Linked DNA regions of Mus musculus: region 2 is linked to region 1. The links are chromatin contacts, called in public HiChIP or PLAC-seq maps. All regions are on one chromosome and are shown on one strand. The core of a region is the stretch at or near the end of the contact, and the rest is flanking DNA. Distances in the headings are between cores, read along the strand shown. Region 1 overlaps Mrps35 (mitochondrial ribosomal protein S35). Region 2 holds the start of 4732416N19Rik (RIKEN cDNA 4732416N19 gene).

Region 1 (5,343 bases), core at 828-3,327:
TTGAAGAACAGGCAAGAGGAGGGAAAAGAGGAAAAGGACAAACTCCGGGCAACAACCCACCTACTGCAAGCTGGAAGCAGATACATGCACGAGCCCCCTCCACCTTTCCAAAAGAACAATTTTGAAGTGAGATTTTCTTATTTATATAACTTAATTATGTTATAAAATTATGACTTTTAAACATTTTTGTTTAACTTTGTTGTCTTTTAGAAAATGTTCACTGTTCCACAGATGGTCTTTAAAAATAGGCGATTAACAGCCACCAAACACAGACACTATTGCACACACCAGCAAGATTTTGCTGAAGGGACCCTGATATAGCTGTCTCTTGTGAGGCTTAGCCAGTGCCTGGCAAACACAGAAGTGGATGCTCACAGTCAGCTATTGGATGGAACACAGGGCCCCCAATGGAGGAGCTAGAGAAAGTACCCAAGGAGCTGAAGGGGTCTGCAACCCTATAGGTGGAACAACAATATGGACTAACCAGTACCCCCAGAGCTCGTGTCTCTAGCTGCATTTTTAGCAGAAGATGGCCTAGTTGGCCATCATTGGGAAGAGAGGCCCTTTGGTCTTGCAAACTTTATATGCCACAGTACAGGGGAAACACCTGGCCAAGAAGTAGGAATGGGTGGGTAGGGGAGCGGGGGAGGGTGTGCGGGGGGGGGGGCGGGAGGGTATGGGGGGCTTTTGGGATAGCATTTGAAATGTAAATGAAGTAAATACCTAATAAAAAATTGGAGGAAAAAAATTAGGCGATTAGAATAAAAGGCAAGGGCCTGGGGAGGTGGCTCAGTAGCTAAGAATATTTGCAAGCATGAGAACTTGCGTTCAAATTTCCAGCACATGTAAAAACCAGACATGGCTACTTATAAGAAGCCTTAGCCCCAGTGTTGAGGGACAGCGGTGGATCCAAGAGCTCACCTCAGCCAGTCGGCCTGTCCAACCAGCAAGCTTCCTGTTCAGTCAAAAACCACGTTTCAAGGAAGCAAGCAAAAGAGAGTAATGTACACCAGACAATGTCCTCTGGCCTCTGTGTTCATGGGTGTACGTGCCTGTGTGTGCACACAGGTGCACATGAGCATCCAAGGATAGTAATCCAGAGGTGACCTCTCACACAGCTCCAGCAGCGTATAATTCATACACATCCTCACAGAAAAGAGAGTTACTAGAAAGAAAGGAAGAGAATCAGCTGTAATTCCACCAACACTGGAGAGATGGCTCAGGGTTAAGAGAGCTGCTGCTTCAGAGAACCCAAGTTCAACTCCCAGCCTAACATCATCCAGATCAAAATCACCCCAGGGGATCCAATTCTCTATGGGCACCTGCACTCATGTACAGACACACACACATGTACAGACTCATACATACATACACACAGACACACATACACAGACAGACACACCCACACACACCTCCTTCTTCCTGCCTGACCACAACATCAGAAGTATCAACTTTCCATTCCACGTGATCCTGTTCTCCTTCCCAGTTGGCTCCATCATCCACTTATTCATTCAATACATTTTATGACCCAGCTGCTGTGCCAGGCACCGTGCCCTCCTGGAGCCTCAGCCCAACAGGAGGCCTGATGCTGACCTGGCACCAGCGCAGAAGACTGGGATCCCAGTGGAGAATGGACTCATAAAGGTCCCAACGAGCAGAGCTTGGCAGTCAAGGGAGAGAGAGCAGGGCAGGGAGGACGGCCCAGCACGGACACAGCCAAAGGGCAACCGAGAGAGGACTCTCCACACCAGGCACTATTTTAAGTTCCGATACTATTAACTCACTGACCTCTCTCACACAGCCCTGTGAGTTACACCTATTATCTGTTTTACAGACCAGGAAACTCAAGCCCAGAGCAATTAAACAATTTGCCCCAAACCGCAATGGGCCTTGGTGGTGGAACAACATGTTCTAAGGAACACAGAGACCTGGTAAGAAGAATCACGGAGCAAAAGGATAACCTCGTATCCTTCTCCTTCGGAAGCACAGATTTAATACGAGAACATGGAGCTGGTTAATGTGAGGGTCAGCACACTGCAGGAACTGATGCAGGAACTGCGCTCTATACACAGATCTGCCACCTCCTACCACTCTCTGTATTTACAACTCTCTGTGACTAGGGCATGAATCACAGTAATATTCCACCATTTATGATTACAAGGACACCGTTGTCCTACATGAGGGAAAACAGTTTAATCATTAAAAAAAAAAAAAACCCAGGCTGGCAGGCTGGCTCAGGAGGAGAAGGCTCTTGCTCCCAAGCCAAGCCTGATGATCCGAGTTTGATCCCAGGGACCCATTTAGAAGGAAAAACCTGACTCCCACAGATGTCCTTTGATCCACAGGGCACTCAATATATGTGTGTCTCTTCTCCCAAATACACACAAAACAAACATGCAATTCATATAGATATAAAACAGTTTATTTGAAAAAATGTCTTAATAAAGTAACAATAACAACAAAACACCCTGCCAATTATTTCAACTGCCAAGACTAAATTTTAACTGCGTATGTCCAAGAGTTCAACTCAATTTGGACCAGTTTTAAAAGCAATTCACTGAGTGTTGTGTGCCAGATACTGTACAGATGTTGGGGTGACAGAGAGGAGTGAGGTACTGTCTTGTCCTTGCAGTGAGGCAGGTGTGTGCACAGGCACTTAGCATGAATGTAGCAATGTTACCTAAGGAAGGAAAGAGGATGGCAGGAAGCATTCGGGAGTGATGCCACTCACACACATCTGGAAGGCTGGTCAGCAGGGAAGGACGTGTGCAAAGCCATGATGCACGGGGAGTGCAGTGGCTTCACACGCTGCTAACGGGGGCACTGCCATAAAGGTTACACCACAGAGCCAGACTTGAGAAAGCCATGGGAAACCCAATGATGGGGGGGGGGGCGCGACCACCTTGTTTCAGGGGAAGGATAAAGAAAGATCTACAGGGGGCGGAGCAGCAGAAATAAGAGGGAAACAGCTCAATAATTTCATCAGAGCAGGAAGATTGGGTGATGTACTGGATTTAGGCAGAAGAGAACGGATTCAGTCTCAAGTGTTTTATTTTAGCCTCTGTCAAGTTAAATGTGTAGGCTGTACACAGGAATTTGCCATAAAAGTACTTGAAATTCTAAGAAAAAAAAATCTCACTGTAGTATTTTTAACAAAAATAATGGACCATTACTGAAAGCCCATTATTTGGTAGAAATTACAAAAAAAAAAAAAAAAATCTCTGTTCCACCCAAAATCTTAGAAAGCCTAATGTCTGCATATATGGCTTTTGAAGATTAAAACAATGACCCATGCAGAAAGTCACAGAGCCCAGGTGTGGTGGTTTGTATATCCTTGGCTCAGGGAGTGGCATTATTAGGAGGGGCAGCCTTGCTGGAGTAGGTGTGGGCTTTACAATTCTCATCCTAGCTGCCTAGAAGTTAGTTTTCTGCTAGCTGCCTTCAGAACAAGAGGTGGAACTCTCAGCTCCTCCAGCCCCATGTATGGCTGGACGCTGCCCTGCTCCCACCTTGATGATGATGGACTGAATCTCTGAACCTGTAAGCCAACTCCAATTTAATGTCATCCTTGTAAGAGCTGCCTTGGTCATGGTTTCTGTTCAGAGCAGTAAAACCCAAACTAAAACACCAGGCCAGCATGGCTGCACAGGCTGAAGGCTGATTCATAGCACAAGCTGAAACACTAACCCAGAGTTTAGCATGTCTGAAGACGCTAGCACATATTTGTCTCTTATTACTGTCAGCACTCAAAGAATGTTCTTGGAAGCACTGGCCTCCCGTCCAGCCGCGCTTTGTGGAATGACTGACACGGCTGCAGTTACTTGTTTTGACTACTACACAAAAACACCCTTACATGAAGGTCTAGGTAAACACTTTTCCAGAAGGAAACTCCGTAGAAATGCTAAAAAGCCAAGGGACATTCACGTGTGAGCACTAAGTGTTCAGAGACCAGGCTACTGAGAATAAAGCAGGCGATGGGGAAGGGCTCTAATTGCTGGTCAAACACCAGGCGGCAACACCAGTTTCAAGTTTAAACTCCAAGTTGGTGAAGGAAAAAAAGAACTCAATTCAATAAAGCCCAGTGCTGTCGTAGCAAAGCTCATGTTCCTGCAGAGCTCCTCGGCTCCTCTCATCTCACAGCGTCCCCACGGGTGGGGCTTTAATGTGGGAATTCCTTAATTACAGCTGTTTAAGACAGTTACACGAGGCTACTTACTCTGGTATCAAGGTAATTAGTATGAAAGATGGAAGACTTTTTCATGAATCCAGAATACCGGCTTGTCACGTCACAGAACCACAGAAAGGCTCTGGTGAGCAAACTCTCACTCGGTGTATTTGTGCCTGTCTCTTCCTTTGGGGGTATTCCCTTTCCAGGCAGCTGGCAAATAAGAGACTCTGAACTGGCTGGATTTTACTGCTTGTTATTAACTCTTTTGAACAGTAGCTATGCTCAAGCGTGTTCTTGGCTCACAGCCAACGACAATTCTCAATCAATTGACAGGAAAGAGATTAATTGCTGCCAATTAATCCAAACAAACCAGGATACAAACAAACACGGAGGATTCATGGCAGTGAGGATCTTGAAAAGAAAACGAGTGGACACTGTGCTTTGCCATTTACTAACCTTGAAATAAAGCTTTACTTTACTTTCACCTGCCAGCCACGTATTAAACCTGATCACTGTTAGTAACAGTGAAAATGCCAGTCTGGAAACAGCTGCATGTGTTTCCCCATCAGGCCCTGGGGCTGCCGCAATACACAGGTGCATGTGTTTACCCATCAGTCCCTGGGGCTGCCGCAATACAAAGCTGCATGTGTTTACCCATCAGTCCCTGGGACTGCCGCAATACACAGGGAGATGCTTCGTCCCTGGGCCTCACGTGGTCCAACACAGAACCACACCCACTGAGGAGCCAGCCTCCTAGGCATGACTCCATTCGGAAGCACTCGTCCTGTGAGCATCAGGATGGCTTCTCACCATTGCTTCCACTGCTGTACCTAAGAGTGGGGCACGGTGCACAGGCCTCTAATGCCAGCACTCGGGACACTGTCCTATTGTCCTGGGATAGGACAAATGAACTACCTCACTGCCTTCACACATTTCATACACACTTCCAGTACATCACACACATCCTGGCCACACACCACATACATACTTACCCAAGATTCGTGGTACAGGACTGTGAGAAGATACACTGCATAGTCACAGTTCTGCCGCTTCAAAGGGCATCTATAAGGAGAAGAGCAGAAGGCAACGTCTCAGCATACAGATAATTCACGAGACGTTCTAAAGGTCACTGCAGCATTCTCTGTTCTGTGCTACACAGGATAGTCGGGGCTTGG
Region 2 (5,343 bases), core at 1,526-4,025, 1.1 Mb before region 1:
TTGATTCGTGTCTAAAAACAGCAACAGTGAGAACAGGCAAAGCTGAATGAACCTGGTCGCCATCTAGTGCTAAAACACGGAAGTGACAACCAGCTCAGAGAAAACCATCCCCCTCAGGACAAACAGGCTCAGTATCTGACCCCTGGGAGCACATGTGTCATACCAGCTTGTACCAAGAGCATTTAGGGAACCCTGAGCTTGTCTAGTACTCAAAGTACTCGACCAGAAACTGTCCAGGCAGTAACCTGCATGGGCAAAGTCCCAGTGAGCTGCTGAGATCATTGTTTAAAGGAAATTTGATGAGTTTAAGGAAAATACAGAAAGATTTCAATATCTTATCAGAGAATCTCAAAAAGCTGAAAGGAACTAAACAATTCCCAAGATTAAAAATAAAGTTGGGAACTACTGAAATATCATGGACCTACATATTCATATAAATAAGAAAACTCAGATTTTCAAGCTCCAAGTAGGTACATGGAAAAAATGGCAGAAGCCCATAAATGACAATGTTGAAAACGTGTTCAGAGCAAAGTGTGGTGGCTCACACCTGTGGGGTCACATTTATGCTCCTTCATCTCAGGTCCTTCCACATGTTTGCTATATAGCAAGATATCCTTTCACCTGTGTCTGCTTCAGGAAAACATCCTTTCATCTATGTCTGCTTTAGCAAGACATCCTTTCACCTGAGTGCCCCAGCAAAACATCATTTGACATAACTAACTTTCCAAAGAAACTATAAGTTTCTACTTCACACACCTGTAATCCCTTGGGAAGCTGAGGCAGAAGATCTGCCCAAGTTCATGATCAGCCTGGGATATAGGTAAAGTCTGTCTGGGCAAATAAAAACTAGTTAATACAAAATATGAATAGAGAATTAGTAGTCACCTCTAGCTGAAGCCTGTGATAAAGAGGCTCTATGTACAGCTGAGAAGCTGGGCAACAGTTTCAGGACAAACAACACTGAGATTGGCAGCTAGGGAGAAGAAACAAACACAGAAGACTGTGATCCAATCAAATTTGAGGCTGGTGGTGATGTTCATATATAAAGAAGAATAGATTTGGGTTAGGAATAAGACATGCCGGGCGGTGGTGGCACACGCCTTTAATCCTAGCACTTGGGAGGCAGAGGCAGGCGGATTTCTGAGTTCGAGGCCAGCCTGGTCTACAGAGTGAGTTTCAGGACAGACAGGGGTACACAGAGAAACCCTGTCTCGAAAAAACAAAACAAACAACAAAAAAAGAATAAGACACAAAAGCCACTTGAGGTACATGTGAACCTTAGAGAGTAATATTAGTTTCTCTTTTGTTATTAACTAGCTAAAGCTTGTCCCCAATCTACGGAGAATTAAAAGGATGTCATAAAAATATAGTTTGAGCATTTTAACCCTACTCCTAAACCTCTCTTCAATAAATGAAACATAATGGGATGGAGTCTCTAAAAAGCAGACTGTTTCCCATATATTATGCCACCAATAATATGAAAATTAACCTATAAAGTCAGGCAGGTCTTCCTGGCAATGTAGTTCAGTGGTACAGCTTCACTTGTATCAGGCTCCAAATCTGATGCCAAGCACCAGACAAAACAACAAAACGAAGCAAAGAAAGAGAAGCATTAAAGAAAACCAGAGAAGCTAAATGATTGATTCATTGGTTAAGAAGTTTCACTCTTCGGGAAAAATTAACTTTTATGCTTGTTAGCTTTTAAAATTGTTTTTCTAAAAATAGCAGGGTCAAATTATTTAGTTTTGCTATGTTGTGAAACCCAACTCTCAGGGGGATCGTTATTACTCTAAAGGAAACGTGCCCTGGAGACAAAGGATCAGGTGTAACTAAATGAACAACAGTCCTGCCTTTATCCAAGCTACAGCCTATACACTGTAGACCTGGGTATGGAGACGACAGGGAGGAGCTGCCGATAGATTACAAGTGAGGTAAGTTTGCATTTTAGACATGTATCAACACATTATTATGCCCATTTGACAGATGAGGGGATAGAGATACAAAGAAATGCAATATGCTCAAAGTCACGATATTAACAAGTTAGATTGGATATTTAATTTAGGTAATCTTGGCTTGAGGCTGTGTTTATTATCCACGAACCTTAAGTCAAATAGGAATTTATGATTAATTGGAGTAGTCTTGAAAGTCTGGAGATTAAATTGCCACCAGAGTGCATGCATTTGTCCTTGGTTTGAAGGATGAGGGTCTCTTTTCAGTAAAGGAGTATACACACAGTCAATCTGTAGTCAAGATCTCCCAGCCTGTTTCTCTTTGACAGCTCTTAACTACTCTTTACCTCCCTCTTAAAACTCAAACCCTTACCTACTAACCAAGTAAATAGTGGTATTTCTTGGCAATAGTATTGTGAAGATTAGAGAAAACAGTGCTTTCTGTGTAGACATTCGTCATAAGTACGCTTTCCTTAAAACTGTTTTTAAACCACAACGCGTGCCTGTAAAATTTGGTAGCAAATGGGTAGGACGGGAGCTTGAGTGGGTTCCTCTCCAGCATTTCGGAGCCAACTTTTTTTCCAAAGCCCCTCTATTCCGTCCTGTGCTGTGAAGGGCCATGAGCACACACTGTCGGGCTTTCTTGCGTAGCTTACTTTTAGGGAATCCTTAAGCACACTGACCGAATAATCGAAACCGTTCTCCACGCCCGACAAGGGAGGTTTAGGTGTTGTAGACCGGAATAAATGAAGACGCAAAGCCGGAGGCCTCTCAACCACCTGAGCTGCAGTGTGGCCGGCGCCTTAAGGTGGCTGGTGATCACTTCCGGTCTGTAGTGCGGAGCGCCGTTCCAGTCGGTTTGTCTCGGGGTCAGGCGGAAGGTAACTTCCCCTTCCTGGAAAGGGACCGGCCTCCTATTTTCACTTAGTTTCCACGTAGCCACGCCCCTTTCAGGTTGACCGCGCCGCTTGATTAGATCACATACCGTCAACGCGGAAAGTATCGCGAGTTCTCCATTTGCGCTCCCTTCGGACATGGTCAGCCGTGAGAGTTGCTCTTGTTCTCGCGAGATCTTCGTGTGCGCCGGGCTCGGGCGACCCGGGCTTCTGTGAAACATGGCGGTCGGCTGGGACCGTACCACTAGGTAAGACGCTAAAACCCTGCCGGGGCCGTTTCCTTCGGCGGTTACGGGCGGACGGGGACCTGGGCGCGGCTGAGGGGGCTCCCAGGCCTGGCACTGGCCTGTACTCGTCGCGGCTCTGCGGAGCAGCTGGCCGCGGAGCCGCTCCGCTGCCCGGGGGCGTTCCTGCCGAGTGCCGCCGGCGTCCGCGCCCGCGGCCAGGGAGCTTCGGTGATCGGCCGCGCCCTTCGTTGTCTCGTCCAGGCTGTCGTGGACAGCAGCGACCCTGCCAGCACCGTGGTCACTCTCGCCGTAAATTAAAAGCCGGGCCTAGAGAGGGGCCGGGGCGGGCGCAGACGCCGAGGCAGGTGGTGTGTGTGTGTCCCGTTTGTCAGCTGTTGACCCATCCAGGGGATGACGGCTCAGCTCCTGATACGGGACCGCCGTGGGTATCGTAGACGAGATCTCGGAGATCTACGGGCAAACGTGTCATTAACTTTAGGCGTGCAATTCGGTGCCCTAGGCTATAGGCAAGTAACAGCTGTTTCGGTGTTTCGAGATAGGCTTTCGTTCGGAAGCAATTAAAGATAGTTAAATTAGGCATTCTTCATTGGTTTGAAGTTGTAATTCCGAATTTCACTTCTCCAACCTCCAGTGTACGTCCGTACCTAAAGAAACGAGTGTGCTGCTGCCTTGCGGAAGGTCTCTTTGCCTACCTTTCTTATTAGTTAACCTTAAGTTACTATTCCAGCTTGTAGAGGAAGATCCTGAGAAATAGAAATTCCATGCTTTTGTAGTGAGGGTCCTGGGAAGCAGCTTTCTTTCAGATAGTAAACTTGACTGCTTTGCTGAGTATTACACCTGATTTCACTTCGGAGGTACACATTAAAGAAACATGGCAAGTTAGAGGACTTCTGAAAGGAAGTCACTGTAGTCTAGAACATGAACAACAAAGATTTACAAAACAGCATTTATTTTCACCAGGGTTTGCCATTTAAATAATTCATTTTTAAACAGAAGTTGGTTTTAGACTGTGTGTGCTACAAATTCTTTTTAATAGTTTTCCTAGATTTTAATTTGGTGTTTTAATGACAGCTTGTCTTTTGACTTTTGTGCCCTAGTTTCCTCACCAATAAAATGAGAATCTTATAGTAATACTTACCTCAAAAAGCCAGAGAAGTGCTTCAGTAGAGACTGAAGAAGATTTGTTTTTTTCGAGACAGGGTTTCTCTGTATAGCCCTGGCTGTCCTGGAACGTACTTTGTAGACCAGGCTGGCCTCAAACTCAGAAATCCGCCTGCCTCTGCCTCCCAAGTGCTGGGATTGAAGACATGCGCCACCACTGCCCAACTAACACCCCACTTCTATTTTGATTAATAACTGGCAGCCCATATGTCCTACCCTTTTAGATAATAATCTGGAAGGAATTCTGAGAAGTTGAAGACCCTCAGATTTGTCATAACAGCTAGTAAGAAGTCCCCAGCAAGAGAGTTTGCTGATTGGTTTGTGTTTTTCCGGTCACAAAGCTTGTACAGTATATTACTTGCTGTCCCAGGAACTTTTTTTTTTTTAAATCATTAAGAAAGTTATAAGATTAGACCATTTACTGTAAACTGGGAGGCTTAAAATAGTGGAAGGGCCCTGTTTTCTCAGAAGGCCTGGGACATGGTGCTTCTTTGGTGTTCTGGCTTCTGAGCAACCCAGGACAACAGGTCACTCTACTCTCTCTGTATAGCATCTCCCTTGTATATTGGGTCTTCACACAGACTTGAAAGGACATCCATCAGTCTTTAATTTGGGATCGTCCTAATCCACTATGATTTCAACTAAGTACGTTTTCAAAGACTTTTTTTAAAAATATATTTTATAAATAGAAGGTGACTCAAAACATTTGTAATAGAAGATAAATTGTTGTTCTCTAACATCTACATGAGTGCAATGGTACAGGTGCCCCCTCCCCAATAAATTTCATTAAATAAGTTTCATTTCAAAATAAATCCTTTTTGTTTGTTTGTTTGCAGAAGTAATCAAACTCAATTTGAAAAGCAGGTGTGTGTGGTGTCCTCAGTTCTGTATCCTGTTTCTTACGTATCTTAAGCAGTTGTTCTAAGTATTGTCTTAGCTGCTATCACCATATCCTTGAGGTTTTACTTTTGTTTAAATATACAGGACAGTTATGGGAGATAGCAAACAAACCAGATGTAGTATTGGAAATCACTGTGGTGTAAACACAGTGTCTGCCAGTAGACAGAAGCATCATGCAGAAACTCCCAA

What was found. HiChIP or PLAC-seq counts read pairs in DNA pulled down with a chosen protein or histone mark.
Region 2: a FOXA1 HiChIP or PLAC-seq map of pancreatic cancer cells shows a contact between it and region 1. The contact joins the promoter of 4732416N19Rik here to the enhancer-like site in region 1. A contact is called at or near these places in 6 of 39 promoter capture datasets (the 3T3-L1 cell line, the C10 cell line, hematopoietic stem and progenitor cells and 3 more) and 8 of 115 datasets of contacts at active chromatin or transcription factors (embryonic stem cells, large pre-B cells, pancreatic cancer cells and 1 more).

What each region holds. Positions count from the first base shown.
Region 1 is chr6:147,061,310-147,066,652 of GRCm38.p6, reverse strand. Mrps35 (mitochondrial ribosomal protein S35) reads right to left here. Exons shown (of 8, transcript NM_145573.2): 7 at 5,161-5,230. Among named protein-coding and RNA genes, the nearest start is that of Mrps35, 21 kb to the right of the region's middle. Within about 2 kb of position 2,077, at least 31 of the 459 cell types and tissues checked have an H3K27ac peak or open chromatin away from gene starts, as enhancers often do. A contact at or near this core is called in pancreatic cancer cells, where this site is marked.
Region 2 is chr6:148,209,720-148,215,062 of GRCm38.p6, reverse strand. 4732416N19Rik (RIKEN cDNA 4732416N19 gene) reads right to left here and starts at 2,775. Exons shown (of 2, transcript NR_015615.1): 1 at 2,633-2,775. Ergic2 (ERGIC and golgi 2) reads left to right here and starts at 2,689. Exons shown (of 14, transcript NM_026168.4): 1 at 2,689-3,093.